2 separate regions of the Pan troglodytes genome follow, and region 2 is linked to region 1. The links are chromatin contacts, called in public Hi-C maps. All regions are on one chromosome and are shown on one strand. The core of a region is the stretch at or near the end of the contact, and the rest is flanking DNA. Distances in the headings are between cores, read along the strand shown.

Region 1 (5,201 bases), core at 797-3,296:
GGCTGCAGTGAGCTATGATCATACAGTTGCACTCCAGCCAGTGTGACAGTGAGACCCTGTCTTAAAAAAAAAACAAAATAAAAACTTATTTTCATGAAAAGATACCACATACAAAATGAAAATGTAATCTGTAGACTGAGAGAAAATGTTTGCAATATTTGTATTTTCATAGAATTTTTTTTTTTTTTTTTTTTGAGATGGAATCTTGCTCTGTTTCCTAGGCTGGAGTGCAATGGCACCATCTCAGCTCACTGTAACCTCTGCCTCCTGGGTTCAAGCAATTCTCTGCCTCAGCCTCCTGAGTAGCTGGGATTACAGGCACCTGCCACCATGCCTGGCTAATTTTTTTGTGTTTTTAGTAGAGATGGGGTTTCACCATCTTAGCCAGGCTGGTCTTGAACTCCTGACCCTGTGACCCTCCTGCCTTAGCCTCCCAAAGTGCTGAGATTACAGGTGTGAGCCACCACACCAGGCCAGAAGTTTTTTTTTTGTTTGTTTTTTGTTTTTGAGACTGGGTCCTACTCTGTTACCCAGGCTGGAGTGCATTGACATGATCATGGCTCACTGCAGCCTTGACCTCTCAGGTTCAGGGGATCCTCCCACCTCAGCCTCCTGAGTTGCTAGGACCACAGGTGTGCACCACACTCAGCTAATTTTTATTTTTTATGTTTTTAATTTATAAAATATATTAATTAAAAAAAAACAGAGATAGGGTCTTGCTATGTTGCCCAGGCTGGTCTTGGTTTCCTGGGCTCAAGCAGTCCTCCCATCTCAGCCTTACAAAGTGCTAGGATTACAAGTGTGAGCCACCGTACCTGGCCTAGTCAGAAGATTTAAATAACTTTTTTTTTTTTTGAGATGGAGTCTCACGCTGTTGCCCAGGCTGGAGTGCAGTGGCGCTATCTCAGCTCACTGAAACCCTCCCGGGTTCAAGCGATTCTCCTGCCTCAGCCTCCTGAGTAGCTGATATTACAGGCATGTGCCACCACGCCCAGCTAATTTTGTATTTTTAGTAGAGACAGGGTTTCACCATGTTGGCCAGGCTGGTCTCGAACTCCCAACCTCAGGTGATCCGCCTGCCTCGTCCTCCCAACATGCTGGGTTTACAGGCATGAGCCACCATGCCCAGTGCTTTGTTTCTTAAGTTGTGTGGTCGGAAAAAGGTTATTCTTTATTTTTCCTCTCTAGCTTCAAGGTCCTCTTATCTGTTTTGTGTCCCAGGAGGCAGAGGCTGACCTACATGACCTGCACCAATGAGCTTCCTTGCTCTCTGGCTTCCAACTGGGTCCAGCTAGTAGGGATCGTAAGGAGATGGGGAGGGGTAGAAGAGTAAAGCTGGGCTATCATCCTCATGTTTCTCTTTCGTTCAGGGTTTTCTTGTTTACTTAAATAGTCTATGTGAACATGGAGAAAATATGACAGACACAAATCCAGTTCTTGACATGGGTGTGGTAAGAGTTGGGGGTGGGGTAGAGGTGCTGATATGAGTGCAAGGGAAGGAAAGAAGAAAGAGAAAGCCAAACCCAGAAGGAAAAATAAAAGTATGTAAGGGTCAGATCCGGGCATTTTATGAAAGCTCTCTAGTGAATTCTGTTTTTCATCTAGACAGAATCAGCCAATGCAAACTTGGTGAGGCAGAAGGAGGCCAGCATGGCTGGGCTGGGTGACTGAGGGGCAGGATGGTAGGAGTAGAGGTGAGAGGTGGGGTGGGGACACTGTAGGAAACAGGATTTGGCTCTTACTCTGATGTCTGGACTAACATCGTTTTGCTAATCTCATCCATAAATTCTCATATCACTTGGGAGGAGATTTGTCAAACTCTCCCCTCCCCTTCACCGCCACCCTTATGGGGTTAGTCTCACTGTGCCTGGGGCTAAGGAGTGGGGCATTTCTAACCCTCGGCATCTGCGCTAAGGGCTGATGGGTAGTTTCCAAGTCAGAACTGGAAGAACAAGTCAAATCTGGGTTGCCAGTCAGGTGGGATAAATAAAGAATGGGAGCCAAGGTATGGAGTCAAATGCAGGGCTTTAAGGAACCACGCCAGACAGGAGGGAGGGGCAGCGGTGCAGGCCAGTGGGAGGGAGGGATTCAGGAAGTGAGGCGCAGACATGGCAGTTTAATTTATCTTCATCACAAATCTTGAAATCACTGGAGCAGCTACTTGCCCTCTTACAATCTAGACATCAATCTAGAGTTTCAATTTCCTCTTACCAGTCTTCTATTTTTTCATTTGTAAGATATTCCCCTTGATAAAGAAAAGAGAAGTGAAATTGTTAAAATACCAATTTTCTTTGTTTCTCAGCGTCGCCATCTCAGTCCATTCTCTTCCCACAGCCACAGCAATCTTTCTAGTAAGCAAAGCTGATTGTGTCTGGCTCTCTGTCACATTTACAATAAAATCTAAACTTTTCTCTCTTTTTTTCTCTTTTTTTTGGGGGGGGTGTCAATAAACCTTCCCTAATTTTATCCCCTCCCCCTTTTAGAAAACGTTCCTGGATCATCGCTGCATTTTTTCTATTCCTCTCTGTAACCTTGCCATTCAAAGAGATGCCATTTGCGGTTACAGCAGTTTTTCAACAGTGGCAGTATTTGAGGTCAGATAATTCATTTGTCGTGGTTGGCTGTCTGTGCACTGTGGGACGTTTAGCTGCATCCCTGACCTTTACCCACTAGCTGCCAGTAGCACTCCTCAAGTGGTGACAAGCAAAAATGTTACCAGACATTTCGAAATCTCCCCCGGGAGCAATATTGCCTCTGGTTAACCATTGGGATAGGGTGTGCTGTTTCATGTCTACCCTCCCCTACGCCTGCTCCTCTTTCTGCAGGCAGTGGCCTTCTCCCTGTGGTTATCCTGGCAAACGCAGGCTCATCTCTCAAAATCTCTGCTCCGTGCTCCCTCCCTGGTGAAGCCTTCCCCGTCTGTCAAGGTGGAGTTAGGCAAGTTGGCCCTCCCATTTAGATGGCACCTTGCTATTAGAGTCAGATCGAATTGTAATTCAATGGAGTTGTCTGTTTCCATCTCAGGCTGAGGGTTTAGAAGGTCAGATTCTTTTCTAGCATTTTGTCTCCTGTACCCAGTTAAGTACCTGGGCCAGAATATTGACATCTATGTGTATCTTTAACAATTTATGTTTCAATGTTGGAAATGATTAAAACAGTTTAGAAATAACATTTAAGGGCAGATTAATTTTTTTGCCTCATAACTGATATGATGTCTGTGATATCTAGATTTTAATAAGCCACCACATCTCACATATGATACTTTGTATATGATTTGTGAATAGTTGCCTCTAGTTATTAAACTTGTTTTTGTCAGGTCGGGCCACATAGTCCCACGCCTGTAGTCCCAGCACTTTGGGAGGCCGAGCTGGGAGGATCTCCTGAGCTTAGGAGTTTGAGATCAGCCTAGGCAACATGGTGAAACCCCATCTCTACAAAAAAATATAGAAATTAGCCAAGCGTGATGGTGCATGCCTGTAATCTTACCCCAGAGGCCGAGGCAGGAGGATCACTTGAGCCCCAGAGACGGAGGCTGCAGTGAGCCAAGATAGCACCACTGCACTGCAGCCTGGGTGACAGAGCGAGACCCAGGTCTCAAAAGAAAATAAAAGAAAAAAGAAACAAATAACAAACTAAGACACAAACACACTCATTATCCTAGGCCTCATTAGGCGATGGAAATTTTTCAGCCCCGTTGTAATCTGTTGTATTTTCAGTCCCATTATCTACTGAACTGTCATTATGTGTCATGTGACTGTACTCTTGAATAACCACCTGCATAAAGCCACGCTATTATTTGACAATAATTTAGTATTTCTGCATTTTTAGTTATTCAGGACCAACTATACTTTAAAACGTTATTCCATTTAGGAAGCTCATTATCTATCAATAATAATTGTGAAAAATATTTTTAACATTTGATTTTTAAATACCTTACCAATGCTGCCATCTCCTGGATGCTTTTAAGCACTGTAACAATCAAGGAAGCTTACAGTTCTTAATAGTGGTTTCCAAAAATAACATGATATATGCCTATGAAAAGCTTTTATTTTTTGCCCTGTTCTTTTTCTTTTTATTTTTTTGGTTAGTTTGCAAAAGGCCTGTATACATTTTTACTATTTGCTCCATAAAATAGTTGACTATCTACCTACCTTTCTAACCTCCCACCGCTGGAGACAGAATGGTGTAGTGGTACTGTAGTGTAAAGTGATTATGCTACTTTTATTTTGCCCCTCTAGACCAATATCCACCCTTCTCTACTCTGCTTTGTGTCCTAGGAGGTAGAGACTGACCTATATGGAATGCATCAAGAAGCTATCTTGACTTTTAGCTTCAAATTGGGTCTGGGCAATGGGAAGCACTCAAAGGAAATTAAAGAGAAAGAAGAGCGTAGAGCTGGAGAGTTTATCCCCCCAGCTCCCTTCTTATGAGGTCCCAGGGCTCTGTCCCTTCAATGAAGGTCATATCCCCCACAAGAGCCCTTACCAAAATAGTTCACTCTATGTTAGGGAAATAGTATTTACATCCTTTCTATATCTTTCAGGCCTAAAGATGATAACAGTACCTAAATGTTGTGAAACCCAGAGCACTTTGCTGTCCTCTGGGGTTATCCTACATTCTGTCCATACCTTTTAGATGCTCCTTTTATTAAATAGCTCCTTAAATTACCTAGCTTGAATATTTTTCATTTCATCCCGACCAAAACAATGAGAATAATGATAGCACTTACTTAACTCAGGCTTGTTACAAGTGTTAAGTAAGTTAAAACTTGATTAATGTTTAAACCATGTCTAAGAAAAGAGATAAAAATGAAAGCAATAGGAAAGAAAATGATAGTGATAGGAGACAAAGATGATCCAATACTAGGATAATTGCTATTTGTTTAGTGGTTAGAAGTTCCCCCAAATCAAATATTTCTATTGAAATTGTCTTTAAATAAACAATTCAGAGGTAAAAAAGAGAAAAACTTTTGTTTTAACTGTAAAATAAGTTTATTGGTGGTAACCTTATATAATTTTATTCCTGATAATTGATGTTACAAACTTTGGGGTCTTTGAGGTATGCAGTATCCTTGTATGTAACTTGCATAAACCCCATTATTTGAGCTCTCTTAATTGCTTTTGTGATTTCTTTCCGTGTCTTCCCACAAAGACCTGTTACGTGCCTTCCATAAATGCGTCCAGTAAATGGAGAAATAAAAT
Region 2 (5,863 bases), core at 718-3,217, 370 kb before region 1:
TTTTCACAACTGGCAAAGCCAGCTATTAACTGTAAGTTACCTGTCTCCGGTAGCCATAATGCTTCTGGCCTTTACATTTGGATTGCACCTTGGAAAAGTCTCCTTTTACGTAAAAGTGTCCTAACATCACACTTGCTTTTTGAGTCCTCCATAAATACATTTTTTACAAAGAACACTTACCCCAAAATAGAACCAGTTTATGGATTACTATGGTCCAAACACAGCCAGTGAACCACTACTTTTTTAAATGAGTTTAACAATATATATCAATTATATATATATCAATCACTCATTTTTAAATTATTGATATATATTATAGATATATATTATTAAACTCATTTTTAAAAAATAGTGGTTCACTGGCTGTGTTTGGGCCATATGTATTTTGTATCTCTTTTTCAAATACCAGCTTTAGCAAAAACAGAGTTTCCAGTATTCCAGTAAATTTCCATACATTCCGTAGCCTCCAAATGGGCCCCAGAAATGCCACTTAATGAGTTCTTAATTGTGATGTACATGTGTTTGTAATAAGATAGGGAAACTGTAGCAGAAGTTTTGTAGCAAAACTTTATTGCAAAAAGGGCTAGAAGGAAATATGGACAATGACAACCAGTTGGATTTGTTGACGTAGCAGAATTGTAGATGAATTTTCTTCCTTTTTAAGTTAGAGTTCTTGTGATGTTGCTAGAGTGATATTTTAAAATGTCTTTTGGGGAAAAAAAAGAAAACTCTACTTTGAGAAAAGGATGTCTGCTGAATGAGAAACTTATTTTTAAAAAGGCACTTGGAAATAAAAATCTGTCTAGAGATAATGCAAATCATAACAGGAATGTGTGATGTGCTTAAATATTGGCACTGATGAGAAATGCGGAAGTGAAACATGTCACAGAAACAGATCATTATGGGAACAGTGGTCTACAACTGAACTGACTCCTTGGCCTCCGTGGTACATAACTCTTTTGTCTTACCAGGGAAGAGGAAATGAGACTACCTACTGGCTGACTGGGATGAAGGACCAGAAATTCAACCTGCCAACCCCTCCTACTGTGTAAGCTTCTGGGTGTGGCAGGGACAGGGAGGAAATTAGAAATCTTGGCTTTGTTAGTTATAGCCAATTTAAATTGGCAAATGCCTTACAAGTGGCATATATTGCATAAGAAGTAAGGGACTATACATGAGAAGGTTTAGAAACCTCCCTTCCTAGACTGCAAGAAGGGGATTATCCTGAAACCCTGCATTTTCCTGAGACCTCAATGAAACAGAAAAGTATTTAGCCTTGGCTTCCCTGTCTGGAACATAGACTTGCTTCCATGAATCAGATGTGTGGGCTCAGTATAAAACTACCTTTTTTTTTTCCACTGTGGATCCTTTATCCCAAGAGGGAGCTTCCACCTGGAAAAGAGGAGGAATGAACAGACTATTTAGAACTTGAGGAGATTTGGTTATTTCATTTATTTCATTTTATTTACTGGCTCTGTATTCATGATATTTTTAACTGTCAGAATTATGTTTTAAATGCCTTATCTGCATTAAAGTACACTTAACTTATAGTTTATGCAGAAAATATACTATATATTAGACAAGAATGAGTTAAAGTTTCCTGAGTCTGGGTATGAGCTTCTACCTATTCTGTCCACTTTCCTAGACTGTACCAGTCATCATCTTGTTCTTGCTGAAAAACTGACTATATTGCCCTGCAATAAAGCATGGCAAAGCTAGCGTTGTGTTCCAGGCTTGCTCGGGAGAACAGAAGACACTTTAGAGTTCACGTCATGCATGTCTTGTTCTGACAAGAGTGGAGCATACTGGGGGCAAAGAGGCTGTCTGCATTCCACTCCTGTCTTCATCTTTCTGTTGAGTTGCCTGATGAAAACAGGACCTGCCCCAACCCCAAGACTGTGGTTCTGGGTCTTAACATGAAGTCTGTGTTCTCCCTGAGATGAGGAAGACAAAGTTTCAGGGTTAACTGACAGGTTTCACTTCTCCTAAAGGTGACTCAAGCTGTCACCCAGTTGCCTGTCAATACATGTTACTGCAGCCATATGGCCATTTCCTTGGCTTTTGCTATGGTTGAGAAACTCTGTCTTGCAGAGGCCTAGATGGCAGACCCAGAGAGATGGCAACCTTCTAGAAAAGCCAAAACAACCCAAATCTTCCCTGGGGCATGAGAAACCTGGCTCCTTACTTGGAGTGTTCCAGGTCCATTCTAAACTCGTGGTCCCCTCCACCATTCTAAGCCTTCCCCAAACAAGACTCACACTGTTAAGTATGTGTGGGACCAATGAGTTTTCAGGGTTGTGTGGCAGGGGCCTAGCATCCTCCCAGCTTCTTTTCCCCTTCCTGCAGTGGCAATATGTAAACCTAGATCCTCCCAACCATGCCTCCAAATTCCAGCAGCATATTGTTTCACTTTGAAATTGAAGCCTAATTTCCTAGCAGAGATAACAGTTTTTTAAGCTCATCAAAGGCAGGGATCATTTTGTATTCTTTGGATTTCCTGTGTCTAGCACAGAATAGGCATTCAAAGAGTAACTGAGTAACTGAACTGATTATTCTGGAGCTAAGGAATATTCTGTATGAATTGCTGAGAAGTTCTATTTTCTCTTCCCACTCTGTTTCCAGGGAGAATCAACAGCGTTTGCAAGCAGAATTTTCAGACATGATTGCCAACTCTTTACAGAAAAGACAGGCAGCAGGGATAAGAAGACAAAAACCCAGACGGGTAGCCAGCTATAAAAAAGGCACTCTGGAATACTTGCAGCTGAATACCACAGACAAGGAGAGCACCTATTTTTAAACCTAAATGAGGTATAAGGACTCACACAAATTAAAATACAGCTGCACTGAGGCAGCGACCTCAAGTGTCCTGAAAGCCTACATTTTCCTGAGACCTCAATGAAGCAGAAATGTACTTAGGCTTGGCTGCCCTGTCTGGAACATGGACTTTCTTGCATGAATCAGATGTGTGTTCTCAGTGAAATAACTACCTTCCACTCTGGAACCTTATTCCAGCAGTTGTTCCAGGGAGCTTCTACCTGGAAAAGAAAAGAAATGAATAGACTATCTAGAACTTGAGAAGATTTTATTCTTATTTCATTTATTTTTTGTTTGTTTGTTTTTATCGTTTTTGTTTACTGGCTCTTTTTCCTTCTGTATTCATAAGATTTTTTAAATTGTCATAATTATATTTTAAATACCCATCTTCATTAAAGTATATTTAACTCATAATTTTTGCAGAAAATATGCTATATATTAGGCAAGAATAAAAGCTAAAGGTTTCCCAAGACTGTGTATGCGTTTCTACCTATTTTGCCCATTTTCCTGGAATACATCAGTCACATCATCTTGTGCTTACTGAAAAACTGACTACATTCACTCACACTGGAGTATGGCAAAGCTAGCATTGTTGCTCAAGGGTGAGAACCTTGAAGGTTAGTATCACTTGCTACACATGAGGGAATTTTTGACCTTTATACAGAGGTGTTGCTTCAGCTTGTCCAATTAACAATGTGGATGGCAGTGATCCAAGTATGGGACCCAGGCAAAAGTCAAGTTCCTGTACTGCATGCACTTTTCTAACTATAAAGTAATCCATGTCTCCAGGCTCCTGATCTTTCATCAGTAAATTATGAATTATAATACCCACTTCATTTTAGACTGCGCCACCCCCTCCCCCAAGCTGGCATAACACCACTCACAGATAATTTCCTTAGACCCACAGTTTACAAGGTAAAAGGAGGGAACTGGAGATGGAAGTTTGATCTCCCTACCAGTCTGAGAATCTTCACAAGAAGCTCACTCTGGTCCTGTCTCATGAACCATTGCAAGTACCAGGTGGGCTGAAACACCAGGGGTGAACTGGGGATGAAAAGTGGAGGTGCTGATTGCTGAAACTGACATGCAGATCTTGCAGCTGCTCTGTACTCCAATCAGCAGAGATGCCATACTGAGAAAACTGGATGATGCAACAGTCCTACTCTAGGCAAAACCCACAGGAAAGCCTGAATCCCTGGTTAGATTTCCCACAAAGCCCAGGTGCTAATGTGGAACCTTCCTCTTACTTGGAAACAACTAAAAGGTTTTTTCCTTTTAAACAACCTTTAAATTCTAGCACTCTCTTAAGGCTTCCCCAGACCAGGAAGCAATAGCAGACCAGTGACTAAGTTACAACATCAAGCACTAAAAGTCTACCACCACGAAGAATACCTGTAAAAGCTGGAAGAGGTGACCATCTCCTCAAATGTGTGGGCATCAATGTAAAGACACAAGGATTGTGAAAACTCAGGGAAATATGATACCATCAAAAGAAACCAACAAAGCTCCAGTAATAGACCCAAAATAATTGAAGGCCCGTAACATGTCTGACAGAATTCAGAAAAATCTTCTTAAAGAGTTCAGGGAAGCACAAAAGAGTATAGATTAAAAAAATTAAATGAAATTTGAAAAACAATCCAGGAACAAAATGAGAAAATTGACAAAGAAAAAAATATAAAAACACACATAAAAGTAGAAATCTTAGACATAAAGGATAAAATAGCTAAACTGGAAAAGCTCATTATAAAGCTTCAACAACATATTTAATCAGAGGAAAGAATCAATGGGCTTGAAGACAGGACATATGAAATTACCCATCAGAAAAGAAAAAAAGAATTAAAAAGAATTATAGGATACCATCAAGCAAACTAACCTCCGTATAATAAGAATTCCTAAAGAAGATGAGAGAGAAAAGAGCCATATTTTAAATATTATAGCTGAAAGATTTTCAAATCTGAAGAAAGATGATAGCACTCAGGTACAGGAAACTCAGAGGTCACCAATCAAATTCAAAGAGGAATTCCCCAAATCATATCATAATCAAATTATCAAAAATCAAAGATAAAGAAGGAATATTCAAACCAGGAAGAGAAAAAAAAAGCACATTCAGTAGAGCCCCAATATAGCTTGCAGTAAATCTCTTAGCAGAAACTTTGCAGACTAGGAGACAGTGAGATATATACTCAAAGTATTGAGAAAAAGATACTGTCAGCTAAGAATACTGTATGCAACAAAGCTATCTTTCAAACATGAAGGACAGATAAAGACTTTCCTAGACCAAAAAAAGAAAAAAAAACAAACCCTGAGGGAATTAATCAACATCAGGCTTGTCATGCAAGAAATCCTAAAGGGAGTCCAGCAGTCTAAAAGAGAAGGATGTTAACATGTAACAAGAAAACATCTGAAGGTATAAAACTCACTGGTAAAAGTAAGAATAGAAATTCAGAATACTCTAGTACTGTAATTATGATATATAAACCAATTATATCTTAATTATGGAGACTAAAACTTATTAAAGATGATAATAACTACAACAATTGGTTGAGAGGCAATATAAACAGATGTAAACTAAAACATCAAAAAGTCAAAACGTGGAGGGGGAATGATGATAAAATATAGTGTGTTTTGTTGCTTTTCTTTGCAATCAAAGCTAAGTTCTTTTCCGTTTAAAATAACCTATTATAACTATAAAATGTTTTATGTAAGCCTCATAGTAACCACAAAGAAAGAAATCTATAATAGGGACACTGACAATAAACAGCACAGAATTAAAACATACTACTAGAGAAAATTACTTAACCACAGAGGAAGACAGTATGAGAGGAAGAAAATAAAAAATTTACCAGAAAAATGCAAAAAACACTTACAAGAATGGCAACAGAAAACATGTTCCTATCAATAATAACCTTTAATGTAAATGGATTATATTCTCCAATTAAAAGACATAGAGTAGGGCAGGTACGGTGGCTCACGCCTGTAATCCCAGTACTTCGGGAGGCTGAGGTGATTGGATCACTTAAGGCCAGGAGTTCGAGACCAGCCTGGCCAA

What was found. Hi-C and Micro-C count contacts between places; a contact is called where the count stands out from the background.
Region 2: a Hi-C map of a lymphoblastoid cell line shows a contact between it and region 1, with 2.9 times the contacts expected there. The contact joins two enhancer-like sites. A contact is called at or near these places in 2 of 7 Hi-C or Micro-C datasets (a lymphoblastoid cell line and stem cell-derived neural progenitor cells).

Annotation. Positions count from the first base shown.
Region 1 is chr10:21,371,451-21,376,651 of NHGRI_mPanTro3-v2.0_pri, reverse strand. No RefSeq gene overlaps it. Among named protein-coding and RNA genes, the nearest start is that of ATF7IP, 130 kb to the left of the region's middle. Within about 2 kb of position 2,046, at least 7 of the 24 cell types and tissues checked have an H3K27ac peak or open chromatin away from gene starts, as enhancers often do. A contact at or near this core is called in a lymphoblastoid cell line, where this site is marked.
Region 2 is chr10:21,739,990-21,745,852 of NHGRI_mPanTro3-v2.0_pri, reverse strand. GUCY2C (guanylate cyclase 2C) reads left to right here. Exons shown (of 27, transcript XM_528746.8): 26 at 972-1,048; 27 at 2,623-3,284. The coding sequence ends at 2,797. Among named protein-coding and RNA genes, the nearest start is that of PLBD1, 39 kb to the right of the region's middle. Within about 2 kb of position 1,967, at least 4 of the 24 cell types and tissues checked have an H3K27ac peak or open chromatin away from gene starts, as enhancers often do. A contact at or near this core is called in a lymphoblastoid cell line, where this site is marked.